Linked DNA regions of Rattus norvegicus: region 1 is linked to region 2. The links are chromatin contacts, called in public Hi-C maps. All regions are on one chromosome and are shown on one strand. Each heading gives the region's core, a stretch centred on a gene start, on an enhancer-like site or on the middle of the called end of the contact. The rest is flanking DNA. Distances are from core to core; before and after follow the strand shown. Region 1 has its middle 23 kb from the start of Zfp266. Region 2 holds the start of Zfp426 (zinc finger protein 426).

Region 1 (6,938 bases), core at 14-2,513, 58 kb before region 2:
CCCATCAGCCCTGCACATATATGGCTTTAGTAAGTGTCCAACATTTTAAAAGAGGATGTCTGTAGACCAGGGTGGCCTCGAACTCAGGAATCTGCCTGCTTCTGCCTCCCTAGTGCTGGGATTAAAGATGTGCACCACTATCTATGGGTGACTGTATTCCCTTTTATGCTGTGAGCCAGTCTTTTTTACCTTAACTTGGTTCTTTCAGGCACTTTGTCAGAGCAAGGAGAAGAATATGCTCAATATTTTGTATTCAGTATGAAAAACAAGCCCTTCTCAAGGTCTTCCCTCTCTTGCTGTTATGTTCAACAACAAACTATTACTCATTTAAAATTACGCCTCTCCACTGACTCTCACCCCAAGGTGGCAGTATTGTGCCCGTTTTGATGGTCACTTTTCCCTACTTCTGAACAATTATGTGGACTGTGAGATGCCCTCGGAATCACCACAATGAAGCAAGTATGGTGGTGTATGCTCTGGTTAAGGTTGAGAGAGAAGGATCATGAGTCCAAACTATCCTGGGCTAACAAAGAATCGGCTTTTTTTTTTTTAAAGGGTGGCCCGACTCCCTGAAATTATCTTTCTACCAAGGCTCACCTAAAAGCGTGGGAATCACCAGATACCTGTAGCCGCAAGACTTAAGAAGGGACTAAACTAAGTGTTTGTTGACAGATTAATTTTTTTCTTCTGAAAAATAAAATAAAAAAACCCAGAAAGTTCTCTAGCGGCTTTTGGAGAGGGGAAGAGACAAATGAAGACAAACCCGAGCCAGGCATGGAGGCTACGCCTTGTAATCCCAGAACATCGGGATTACTGGGCCAGGAGGATAGACGTTCGAGACCTCTCTTGCCTACATTCCGAGACGATGTCTCAAAATGTTTAAAAAAGAAAAAGAACGCAAAAACCACCCCGGATACATGGTTCCCTGATAGGATACTTCCTGGGAGCCCAGGCGCGCTGGCTTCTCCGCCTCCTCCTCCATCCGAACCCTCCACGCCACTAAAACCGCTCCAGCCAGGAAAGGACCAATCCAGAGTCTACACCAATTTGTTCTTTAACAAAAGTGGATGGCAGCGGCGGAAGAGAAGACTGCGTTATGGTGTCACTTCCGGAACAGCTTCAGGCAGGGCCCGCGAGCTGAGGTCCAGCGGCTGCCAGTACTAAGCGCGCCGCGACGTGGCTGCCAAACACACACACACCTAGCGTACAAGCTTTATTGTCCAGCTAGAACAGGGGAGGCGGGGCATCCTTCCTGGGGGTGGGGCATTCTTTCTGGGGGCGGGGCCTGTTGTGCAGGGTCGCGTCTGTACCTCGAGGGCAGGACCGCCTTCTTGAGGGCGGGGCCTCTATCTTGAAGGCGGGACCTCGTACTCTGGGCTGGGCTACCTACTCTTGGGGTGAAGCCGCTATCCAGGTTAGGTGACGTAGGTTCTCTGCCCAGGATCGGGGCGGCTACTACTGACCCAGAGGCCATGGCTGGGAACCCAACCGTCCAGGTTGAGTACCAGAACCCTACTCTGGAGCGGGTCCATGATGCAGCGGGGAGCCCAAACTTCCAAGTTCGATCTGGAGGTGGGTGTGTGGTGTGCACAGCTGGATAGACCTGAAGAACAGGGTTTCACGTACGGACTTGCCCTACCGGATGCTCAGAAAAGCCTTGCGTGTCTGCCGTCTAGCTATTCACTAGAGCAGTCCAACCTACGCAGACTGGTCAGAAGTCACGTAATGGGAATTTCAGTTCTAAATGCACAAGGGCGCAGAAACTGAGAACAGACTGGCAAGATGAACAGGACTGGGCTCTACTGTAATCCTAGTATACAGGGTGTGGCTCTTCTATTGAGCCCCTGTGTACTACGTATGAAGTCCTGGATTCTAACAACAGCACAGCAAGGGAGAACAAACAAACAAAACAATAATACAACAGCACAACTTTAAAAGTTTTAGGACTTATTGTGATGTAGGAAGGGTACCACTGAGAAATCTATTTCTTGCTTGCTGTGTCTTTTTCCTTTTCTTCTTTTCTCCTTGTCCTCCTCGTCCTCCTCCCCCTCCCCCTCCTCTCTTCCTCTTCCTCCTCTTCCTCCTCTTCCTCCTCCTCCTCCTCCTCCCCCTCCTTTTTTAAAGTTTGTGATGGGGATCAAACCTAGGGCCACCTTGAACCTGAGGACCTGAGATCTATCCTTAGAACCTATGTAAAACCAAAAGCCTGGTGTAGTGGTGCACATTTGTAACCCCAGATTACAAATCTGGGGTAGAGAGGAAGAGGAATCCCAGGGATTTACTAGCTAGCCACCCTAGGCTACTTGCTGAGTTCCAGTTCAGTGAGAATTGTTAACATGCCTCAACCCCTTGCAACTTTTTTTTAAATTCCTCTAGGGATGGGCTCTCCTGTTTGCACAGTGGGAGTCTGAAACTGCTGTCCAGGCCCCCAGCTTTTTGGTTTTCTTCAGTGTAGGCATTGGGTGTATTTGGAGTTGGGAGCGGTGCAGGTATGGCCTGGGAAGAATCCCTTTCAAATTAACTTTTTGAGACAGGGTCTCTTTCTTAAATTTCTATTACAAATTCATTTAACATATATAGTTGTGTGTGTGTGTGTGTGTAAGGACATCTTGCAGGAGTCAGTTCTCTCCTTTTACTATGTGGGACCCAGAAACTGAACTCAGGTCCAAGAACTTGGCAGCAGAGACATCTTGCTGGCCACCCTTGTGTGTGCTTTGTTTTGTTTTAACTCATTTTGAAAAACAACTTGTTTTTTCCCCTAATTTGAGCATGTGTACAGTCTAAAGAATAAAGTTCATGATCATCATGAGTAAAGGAAGCTGAATATGGGAGATACAGGCCTGTGATACTAATACTTTGGAGACAGAGGTAGCAGATTCAGGGATCCAAGGCCATCCTCCACTGCAGTTTGAGACCAAACTACTGGGCTTCATGAGACCCTGTGTCAGAGAGAGAGAGAGAGAGAGAGAGAGAGAGAGAGAGAGAGAGAGAGAGAGAGAGAGGCAGAGAGAGAGAGAGAGGCAGAGAGGCAGAGAGAGAGAGAGAGAGAGAGAGAGAGAGAGAGGCAGAGAGACAGAGAGACAGAGAGAGACAGAGAGACAGACAGAGAGAACAGTTAGGATGTAGTAGCGTGATGCACCAAAGAGAACTTGTAAGAGGAAAAGATTACTTACAGAAGTTTGACTTGAAAATGCTCTTGTGGAAAAAAAATACAAATTTCCTTCGGCTGGAAAAAAAAAAGAGGAAAAATTAAATTATGCTACCCTTGTTGAATGAAATAGTTTTGAAAACAATAGCATGCAGACTGTGCAAAGTTAGTTTAAAATCCTATCAGTTGAGCCGAGGTTGTGGTCCAGGGTCAGAGCAGACTAAAATTGTATGTTGGCCTGGCTCCTTCCTTTCTTCCTTCTTCTCACTCCCTTCACCATCCCTCCTCCTCTTTCCCTCCCTTCCTCCGAGTCATTTTCTGCACTATGGATCCAGCCTTTGCCCGCCTGCATCCTAGGGAAGTGCCCGGGAGTACGGACTCCCCATTACTACAGTCTCTGCTTGAGATTCAAACGGTGAAGGATGCCCGTCTGGGACTGCTAGAAAAATAAACGTATTTTTCCAGCTGAAAAGATGCCTCTGTGGTTAAGAGCATTTCCTGCTCTTGGCGACAACCTGGGGTTTGAGTCATAACACCCACAGAGTGGCTCGAAACCGTCCATAACCTCACTTCCAGGAGATGGCTCGCAGTGGTAGTAGGCATGCAGGCGGTGCACAGACGTACATGTAGGAAAACCGTAACACATAAACATCAAAAAGTTTAAAAGCAGTCCCATTGTGCCCAGCTCAGGGATAGCTCCTGGAGGTTGGCTTCTCTCCTTGACCACCTCCGGATGGGCACCCCATCCTCTTCTGTAACAAATGAAGCCCAAGGCTCTGCAGTTGGGAAGGAGGGACTCCAGGAGGTTGGCTCACCTGGGGCCCTTGGGAAAACAGTGAGGGTCTTCATTAGCAAGTACTGGGTTGGGAACAGGGTCTCTCAACTGAGGAAAAGGGTGAGAACAGAGAGGAGACACAGGTTTAGAAGGCCTTAAAGGGCTTATTCAGACAGCACTGGTCCAGAATTTCCGAGAGTCCAGTCATACAGGCAGTGTGGGGTGAGGAGTAGGAGCAGGGCTTAAGAACTGAGCATAGCAGAGCACTCCCACCTGCTAGTCCTCCTGGGAGTCAGCCTAGGGAGGGCCAAGGCTGGCCTTACATCCCACTTCTAAGCCTTGACCTCCTAAAGTAGCTGAGTCCTGGGAACACATGTTAATCCCACCGACCCCAAACCCTACGTGATCTGACTTTGTGCAGAGTGGAGGCAGAGAGGGTGAAGTAGTTTTACAAAAACCTAAAACCATTAAAACTTCCTGGACTTGCAATACATGGTGGGGGGGAGAGAACTAATTCCTAAAAGTTTCCCTCTGAGCTCCACATAGGCCCCCTTCATAAGTAAATACTTTAATTTTAAAAAGTTCTAGCTGGGGGTGGGGGAATAAATAAATAAATAAATAAATAAATAAATAAATAAATAAAAAAGTTCTGATTGGGCTGTTAAGATGGCTCAGGGTTAAAGGCTTTTGCATAGGATTTGAGTTCAGTTCCCAGTACCCATGTAGAGCAGCTCAAAACTGTAACTCTGGCAGCTCTAGAGGGATCCTATAGCCTCTGCTGGCTGTGTTCTCGTGCACACACTGCATACAGACATATCCATAACTTAAAAATATAATACCTTTTAACATTCTGAAGAACTGGTCTCCAGCCTCTTGTCTCCACAAGATACCAGCCCCCTCTTGACAGGATGGGGCCCAGAGAGGGAGCTGTTGGCACAATGAAAGGCAAGATACTTAGATTTCCAAGATGACTCCCAGACAAGGCCCCTCTAAAGCTGGGGTACTTCTTTGTTAGAAACACCCCAACTCTTGAGAGAGTGCATGGCAGCTTCACTGTAAGGGAACCAGGTCGGGAGAACTTTCGGCTGGAGCCAGAGGTCATGGGTGGAACCCCAGAGGACCTTGTCCCTGGAGTCACGATCTGTTTGGTGGGGTTTGTGGTTCTGTTTGTTTTTGAGACAGGGTCTCACTATGGAACCCTGACTGACCTGGAACTTGTAAAGATCCGCTTGCCTCTGTCTCTACCAGTGCTGTATTCAAGGTGTCTGCTACTCCAATTTTACATTTTAAATTTATTATTTTATGCATATGAATGTTCCGTCTGCATGTATGTACGTATGTACACCATGTGTGTGCCTGCACCTGTGGAGATCAGGAAGGGGCATTAGATCCTCTGGAACTGGAATTAGTGTTAGTTCTGAGCCACCCTGTGGGCACTGGGAATCAAGTGCTCTTGACTGCTGGGCCAACTCTCCAGTCCCCTAGAAATCATCTTTTAGGTTTCAGAGGAGGACACTGTCAGCCTCCCTGGACTCTGGTCCAGATCCAGGACAGCTCAGAGAAGCTAGGACTCAGAATCTGCAGGGCTGGCAGCTGTTCCCAGGGCAAGCTCTCTGGCCTGATTTCCAGGAACCAGGTCAGTGAATTCCTTCATATTCGCATGGTGACAAGGAAGCTCTCCTCAGTGGGATAGGCTTTGGCAAAGTGGCAGGAGTCATGCCGACTACACAAGTACATTCAATAATAACACGGATGAATTATGCACTACATAAGAAGTCAGGTGTAAAAAGTACGTGTTTGCTGTGATTATTTTGAGGTGGGGTCTCACTGTTGTCCAGGCTGGCTTCCTATGGACTGCCTACCTGAACTTCCTGAGTCGTAGTGGCCATAGGTGACAGCCACCATGCCCACAGTACACTGTCTTTTTTGTGGGTTTTTCTTTTGTTTTGGCTTGGTTTGGTTTTAGTTTTTCGAGACATGTTATTGCACTGTATAGTCCTGGCTGTCCTGGAATTTGCCTTGTAGACCAGGCTGGCCTTGAACGCAGAGATTCACCTGCTTCTGCTTTCCGAGTGCAGGGATCCAAGGCACGCACCACCACTGTCCAGCTTGTATTCAGTTTTAAAACTAGGGTAAGGGCTGTAGAGAAGGCTCAGCAGGAAAAGAGCTTGCCTCTAAGTCTGATGGCCCAAGTTTGAGCCCCAGGACCCACACGGTTGAAGAAGAGAAGTGACTCCCTTGAGTTGTCCTCTGATTGCCACATACAAGCTATGACATTTGTTCACATCTGCACACACACACACACACACACACACACACACACACACACACACACATGCACATAAACAAATACATAGCAAAGTTTTCCCATGTACTTCTGGGCCTATTTACAGTTCACAGGCTGGTTAGGTCACATGGTACGGGAGTAGCACCATCAAAAACAGGCTCAGCTATAACCCTCAAGGAACAAAAGCCCTGCGGGGGCACCAGCCCTAGCAAGATCAGGCCTGCCTGCAGAAGGCAGCCAAACCGAGGCAGAGTGGAAAGGCAAGGGCCGCTGGCTTAAATTATTGCAAGCAATTCGTAAGGGAGGAGGCCATGGCGGCAAGTGTCGAAACCTACTCTCCTGAAGCAATGTGTCTGCGTCTCTTCTCCCAGTGCCTGAGTTGGCTGTAAAAAGGTACAGGGACTTCGCAGGCCAAGTCAGCAGGGACTTTGGCGGTCATCAGCTTGGCTTCTCTAGCAGGCTGGAAGCCATCTTTTCGTTGTCCATGATAATCTCCGACTGATGTGCTGCAGCTGCAGGTAGTGTTAGCAGCTCAGGATCAAGGACCAAGGGTGGCAGTGATACTGAAGATGGCTGTGACCTGCCCACTGTGGCCCATAGTTGACATGCTCAGTGCCCGGAGGGGCTTCCTTGATGGCTAGCTAGAGCAGGTTGGAACTTGGGTTGCACCGGACTGTATAGCTGTTCAGATAACAATCTTTGTCTGTTTAATAAGTGGGGCAAAAATG
Region 2 (6,823 bases), core at 151-2,650:
TCTTCTGGTGTGTTTGAAGACAGCTATGGTGTACTTGTGTAAAATAAATCTTTAAAAAGAAAACATAGTTCTGCCAGCTGAGCAACATGATCCTGGGCCACATCTATTGGAAAAAACAGCACTGATGTACTTAAATAATCCTGGTGATATTTTTGCTGTGTAAATCTCCCGTCTGTCCAAGTGGCTAGACTTGTAGTCTCCTGTCTCTGTTTAAATTGTTCAAAGTCTAATCAGGGGCTGGACCTAAAAGTTTTAAGGATGACTGTGTGTAAAATGCATAACTCTAAGATGTATATAATTCAGTAAAATCTTATATTCAAGATCAACTCTTATTTGGGTGTTAGCCCAACTGGCCATGTGCTTTATGTAGTAAAGAGCTTTTCCTTGAGCTCTATGTGTGCAGTGATTTTGTTTTTACCACTGAGTCATTGGCATATTGTTTCTATAGCAACACAAGTCCCTGATGGAGCAAATTCATGGCAGAGAGGGTAAATGGGTCTCTTGACAGACTACCCATTGCATCCTGTGATAGATCAGGGCCATAAATTCTTTTAAGTTCATCAGAAGGTGATTATAGCATCCTTTCTCTTGATTTCACATCGACCAACAGACGTCAGCAGAATTCAGTCCTGAAAGTTCAAGAGGCTTCTAATGACATTACAGTTCTCAGCTACTCAACGGTTGCCTTCTTAAACTGGCTCTTCATTCATGTTATCAGGGGAGCATCAGTATCCAGGAGTGTAGAATCTGGGGGACTGGGCATTTTTGCTGTGACTTGGGATGACAAAAACCAGGATTTGAGCTTGCTTTTTGATTACAGCATTCAATAGAACCAGGGACTTAGGAAAACAGTTTTGGGACAAGTCCAAGGCCAACCCAGTAACTACTTGAAGATTCCCAATCAGAAACCTTGAATTATTCCCATTGGCTCCTGAGCCTAGTGAGGTAGGGTCAATCTGTTGAAGCACCCTTTATGGTCCCAACCTACCAAAAACAATTCCAACACCTCGAGAGAGGTCTAGATAAGTACGGAAAGCGAGCCTGCCTTCTGTTTCCTACTGAGTTAAGATGCTCTAGAAAGCAAGGGTTCTAAGAGTGCAGGGGAGGTAGGCCGAAGTTTCTGCCGAGCTTCCTGTGGGTTTAAGGACTTACTGCACCACCGATTACTTCCTCTCCCACCCGTTCCTGGGCTCACAGCCTGGATTCTAATTCTGTCTTGTCATCAAGAACACTTTTGGCCTCCCATAGTAAAGCTATTACAGCGCCCCCGCCATCACACTGCGGGGAAACTAGCAATCTGACAGTTCAAGGGAGCCTCCCTGTCTCTGCAACCAACCGAGCGCGAACGGAAGTGACGTCAGGCCCGCGACCGTCTTTTCCGGCTCTTATCTGCACTGAAGAGTTGGGAGTTATCTGGCCTTTGTGAGTTCTGCGGTGCAAGGGCTGCCTGGAGGTTGAAGGGGAAGGTAAAGAACGAGAGTGCTGAGCTCTGCTCTCCATGCCACGGCGCTTCAGGGCGCGGCCAAGTCTGAGTCCTGTCCGGCTGTCAGTCACTGGGCTGGGAAAGTGCCCAGAGGGCGGGTCCTGGCGGGCTGCATCCAAGATGCGCCTGCTTTTCAAAAGCCGCCCAAGCAACTTCAGTGGGAAAAACTGTTTTATTTTTCTCCTCAGAAAGAAATGAATTTTTGCCGGAGTAGTTGGAGTGACCTTGCGATTTCAGCACCTCTGGTGAGCACTTAGTGAAAGGTGGCTTCTGGAAAATAATTTTCAAAAAATTAGAAACGAATGTCTGGGGTGAGAACTTAATTCATATTGTTAGACTGTATTTTATTTAGGGTGTGCGTGTTTTATTTTGACCATTAGCTTAAGCTACAAAGACATGTTTCTTAGTTACTTAGCATGTACGTCTTGAGAGAGTATAAACGTTGGTAGAACTCAAGTCCATTCATAAAAACCTAGCCGATAGGAGTTTACTGACAGCACACAGGAGGTGGCAAAAGGATTTCTTTGAGTTCTTGGCTAACCTGGTGTACAAAATGAGTTCCAGGCCAACCAGTGCTGAATGGTGAAATATTGTATTTTTTAAAAAAAAAAGTAAAAACCCAATAAACAATAATAGCAAGTTCCAGAATTCCTGGGCCTGTGTTTGTTTTCTCATCCCTTTTATCTCCCTGTGCTCGTGATCAAATTCAGGCCCTTGTACATGCTACACATATTTTTTTCTTAGGTTTTAGGCCTAGTCATCACTAAACTGCTTGGAGCTCACAGAAGAAATGTGGAAAGCTAGATGATTAAAAATCATTGGATTAACTATTAAGAAGATTGATAAATTAGGGTTCTCTCCCCAACAGTTCCCCCCATTTCTCTTTTTAAAAAAGTCTTAGATGTACTAGCATATTTGATGGTCCAGTGTCTGAGGTACTGTCACCTCTTTGCAGCAGTCTGTGTCTACTCTTTCCCCAGAAGATAAATATATTGTATGGTGACTTGTTTGCTAAGATGTGAACTGAAAATAAAGGGTGACATGGTGGCATATAGCAGTAATCTCAGGAGTTGGAGCAGTAGGAACATGATTTCTTTCTTTCTTTTTTTTATTATTATTATTTTTTTTTTTTTTGGTTCTTTTTTTTTCGGAGCTGGGGACCGAACCCAGGGCCTTGCGCTTCCTAGGTAAGCGCTCTACCACTGAGCTAAATCCCCAGCCCCCTTTTCTTTCTTTTTAAGATGTATTTATCTTCTATATGTGACTACCCTGTCACTGTCTTCAGACACACCAGAAGAGGGCATCCAATCCCATTACAGATGGTTGTGAGCCACCATGTGGTTGCTGGGAATTGAACTCAGGACCTCTGGAAGAGCATCCAGTGCTCTTAGCCACTGAGCCATCTCTCCAGCCCCAGGACATGATTTCTATGCCAGGATAGTTAACCTAGTTTCAGGCCAGTCCAGTCTGCATAGCTGTACCCGTATCTCTGGATAAATAAGGATAGAAAAGAACACTTGACAGTTACCTACTCGGTGATGCATCACTTAGATTAGGACATGTCTTGCTGAAAGCAAAATATTAGATTCAATCAAGAAAATTAAAGAATAAAGTTATTGGGGCAGGCAGCCAAGAGTGTTTGCCTGTTATGCACAGATCCCCTAGGTTCAGTTCCCAGTACCACATAAACTGAGTGCAGTAGCCCACATGACTCTGATCCCAGCTCTCAGCGGGAGGATTAGGAGTTCAAGGTCATCCTTGCCCACATAGTCAGTTGTAGGGCAGCCTGAACCCCATGTGATCTTGTCTTTAAAAAAGAAAAGAAGGAAATTAAGAACTGGCTGGGAGTATAGCTCTGTAACAGAACACTTAGCTACCATGCGTGAAGCCTCGTCTCAACTCCCAGCACCACAAATATAGGTAAATAAATAAACTGATGCATGTGATATCTGATCTATAAACAATTAAATTCCTCACATTGTTTAAAAAACCGCAATCTTCCGAGTGTTGGAGGCATGTGACCCGTTCAAGCTTTCTGTATTGTGCTGGGCTTGGTGGTGGATTCCTGCAATTCCAACAACTGAGAGAGGCAGGAGCATCACTGCGAGTCTGAGGCAGGGCGTCATGTAGTTCAGGCTAGGTGTAAGCTGAACATTGGTTTCGGTTGGCCTTGAACTTACACTCTTACCACCAGCTCCCAAGTTCTGGGTGGACAGGCCCAGCTTCCTTCCAGTAAACACGGGTGCCGACACTAAAACCTTCAGGAGATTATGTGGAAGGTGTTCGTAGATGTTACATACTTGGGTTATATTCAGATGGCGTCCATTTGTTTGTGGTCCTAATTTTGATGCTTCTAAAGGCTTTGCTTATTTGCGGTGCTGGGGTCCAGGTCCACGCACTTGAGTGTGCTAGGCAAGGGCTCTGCACCTAGCCAAAGCCCCGGTATTCTGTACTGCAGGTGTTTTTCCTTTTCAATAAAAAAGCAATTTGTATAGTCTGATAGTTTGACCTGTTCTTGTCCGACTTTTTTTTTTTTTTTTTAACTTACATCCATTAGTTACTTGCGGTGAAAATGTGTCCCTGCTCTCTTTCTTTCTTTCTTTTTTTAAATTTTAAATTTTTCTTGTTTTAGTAGTATATGCGCATGTTCATGCCTGAATGTCGGGGACATGTGAGCAGAGGAGAACTTTGTGGAGTTGGTTTTTTTCCTTCTTTATGTGTGTTCCGGTAACCCAACTCAGATATACTACGAGTGCTTTAAGCCAGTCTGGAAGCGTTTTCCCCTTTCTATTTATGGAGGTGTATTGTCAGAGGAAGCTCACGTTGTGTGCTCTAGGTCAGAGGACAAATGGACATTTCACTTTGACATGCATTCATTTTTTTCTCTTTCCCCTGGTCTCTCACTCACATAGCAATTTCTGAATCAGTCTTTTATAACTCTTTAAAACTTACTCTGGGGAAAATAAGAAACAGATTTTTAGATGCAACGGCAAGGTGTTTGTTTTGGAAAAGGGAAAGCACTTGGCCACTGCATGGTAAATAAGTGTACTCAGCTGTATTCTCAGAAGCAGTAGCTGCATGGGTGACCTGTAACCCCAGTGCTCGGGAACCGAGGTGGAAAATCACAAGCTGGAGGCCACCAGCATCACATAGTGAGAGTCTACGTTTGAATTTATATTGTTTTGGAGTGATATTTTATCGTGCTATTTAATTTTTGCTTTATGATCTTTTTTAAAAAAAGATTTTATGTATGTGAGTACACTGTCGCTCTCTTCAGACATGCCAGAAGAGGGCCTCAGATCCTATTATAGATGGTTGTGAGTCACCATGTTGTTGCTGGGCATTGAACTCAGGGCCTCTGGAAGAGCAGTCAGTGCTCTTAACCTCTGAGCCATCTCTCCAGACCTCTTGCTTTATCATCTTATTCTGGTGAATAGTTGTTTCTTTGTGTTTCTTCTTCCCCTTTTCTTCTCTGCTTCCTCCCTCTTTCCCTCTCACCCTCTTCCTCCTGTCCCTCTGACCCTCCTCCCCTCCCCCTCTCTCCCTCCTCTCCCTGCCCCATCTCTTCCTCTTCCCCCTACTGCTCTCTCCCTCTTGTTTCTTTCCCTAAGCAGCATTTTTGCTGTCTCTGAACTCAAATGAGTAAAATAAAGGTACTTTTTTTTTTTTTTTTTTGGTTCTTTTTTTCGGAGCTGGGGACCGAACCCAGGGCCTTGCGCTTCCTAGGTAAGCGCTCTACCACTGAGCTAAATCCCCAGCCCCAATAAAGGTACTTTTAAGCTTCAATTTTTAGTTTTTTATTATTGGGTCTTACAGTGTTGTGGTTCAGCCTTGGACACTGTCCTCCTACTTTAGACTTCCCAGCACTGTGACACGAGTGTCTGCCTTGAGTTAATGATTTCATCTTCGCTGTGTGATTTTTATTTTCTAGTGTGTAGATTGAACCCAGAGCCTTGTACATTCAAGGCAAATGTCCTACAGCTGAGCTCCAGGCCAACCAAGTTAATGATTTCAGAATGACCCCCACTGTTGTTGTAAAAATATGAAAAATAAAACATAAGGTTGTCTTTTATCCCCACAAGGTCTGACACCGCAGTGCCCCAAGATATCTACTGGACATCTTAATTCTCAGTCGGCAAAGCGTCTCACCTGCTCTGCTCCATCCCATATCACACTGCCGAAGGCCTCTCTCTGAGCCTGGCAGCAGTCTCCCTACCTACCTAGTTCCCAAGGCAGGTTTCCATGCCAGAAACACACATCCCAACTCTGGTGGCCCAGACCAGCCATAGCACACTTTCTTACACTTAAATATACACATGAAAGAACACACAACACAATAACCTTTGACCCAGTTGATAAGATATAATTGCCCACCTAAACATACAAAGCCCAATACACATCCATCCCTTAAGAACATTAATAACCTGTATATACTCAGAGCGGAATCTTAACGTCAGCCTCTATTGTTGTCCCTTGGCTCCTCTCCCTTTCCCTCCTGTCTCTTCCTCCTTTCCGTTCCAGTCTCCTCCTCTTCCTTCAAACTTTTCTCCTGCCCATCCTTCCTTCTCATCCAATGACAGGCCTCCTTCTATCCTGTACCTGCCTCACCTGTGACATCATCCCACACCCCACTCAAGAGCTTGAAGTACAGTGTACTGTAATAGAGTATGAGTGTTATTAGTTTTTACATTTTCATTTATGGTTTTTGAAATAGATTTTTACGTTAGTCCTAGATGGCTTGGAATTCCCTATGTCTCCCATGCTTTCTCTGCTCCTACCTCATGACTCCTGAGATTTTACATTTCTATATTTCTGTATTTAATGTAAATAATATAAAGTCTGTGGTAAACTCTTGTCATGTGTAAGAAAATAATAAAACCAAGTTCTATGTTTCAATCTAATTCATAATCTAAAAGTTATGTGACTTAATTTTCATGTGTCAGACTCATAGGTAGTACATTGCAGTGTACTCCTGTTCCTCGGGGCTATGGCTTCATAAGCAAAGCCCCCATGCACAAAATTGAATATCGCTATTAATTGTGTTCAAGTCAACAACTGGCATATAGTTTTTACTTATATTTTAGCTAATGTATTCCTTTAAGTACCTGTTTCCTTTTATTTATTACTATTGTGGTGTGTGTGTGTGTGTGTGTGTGTGTGTGTGTGTGTGTGTGTGTTCAGAGGACAACTTGGTAGAGTTGTTTTTCTCCTTCCTTCTTGATGTGGGTTCCCGGGATTGAACTCAGGTCTCAGGCTTGCATGGCGCGCACTGCTCACCGAGCCTCTCACCAGCCCCTCGGGCCTGTTACCCGTGGGTTAGCTGTTGCGTGCCTCAGTCTT

Evidence for each region. Hi-C and Micro-C count contacts between places; a contact is called where the count stands out from the background.
Region 1: a Hi-C map of mammary epithelial cells shows a contact between it and region 2, with 2.7 times the contacts expected there. The contact joins the enhancer-like site here to the promoter of Zfp426 in region 2. A contact is called at or near these places in 2 of 12 Hi-C or Micro-C datasets (kidney and mammary epithelial cells).

Annotation. Positions count from the first base shown.
Region 1 is chr8:27,357,031-27,363,968 of GRCr8, reverse strand. No RefSeq gene overlaps it. Among named protein-coding and RNA genes, the nearest start is that of Zfp266, 23 kb to the right of the region's middle. Within about 2 kb of position 1,263, at least 59 of the 93 cell types and tissues checked have an H3K27ac peak or open chromatin away from gene starts, as enhancers often do. A contact at or near this core is called in kidney, where this site is marked.
Region 2 is chr8:27,299,634-27,306,456 of GRCr8, reverse strand. It overlaps Zfp426 (zinc finger protein 426), which reads left to right and starts at 1,400. Exons shown (of 8, transcript NM_001079943.1): 1 at 1,400-1,422; 2 at 1,672-1,728.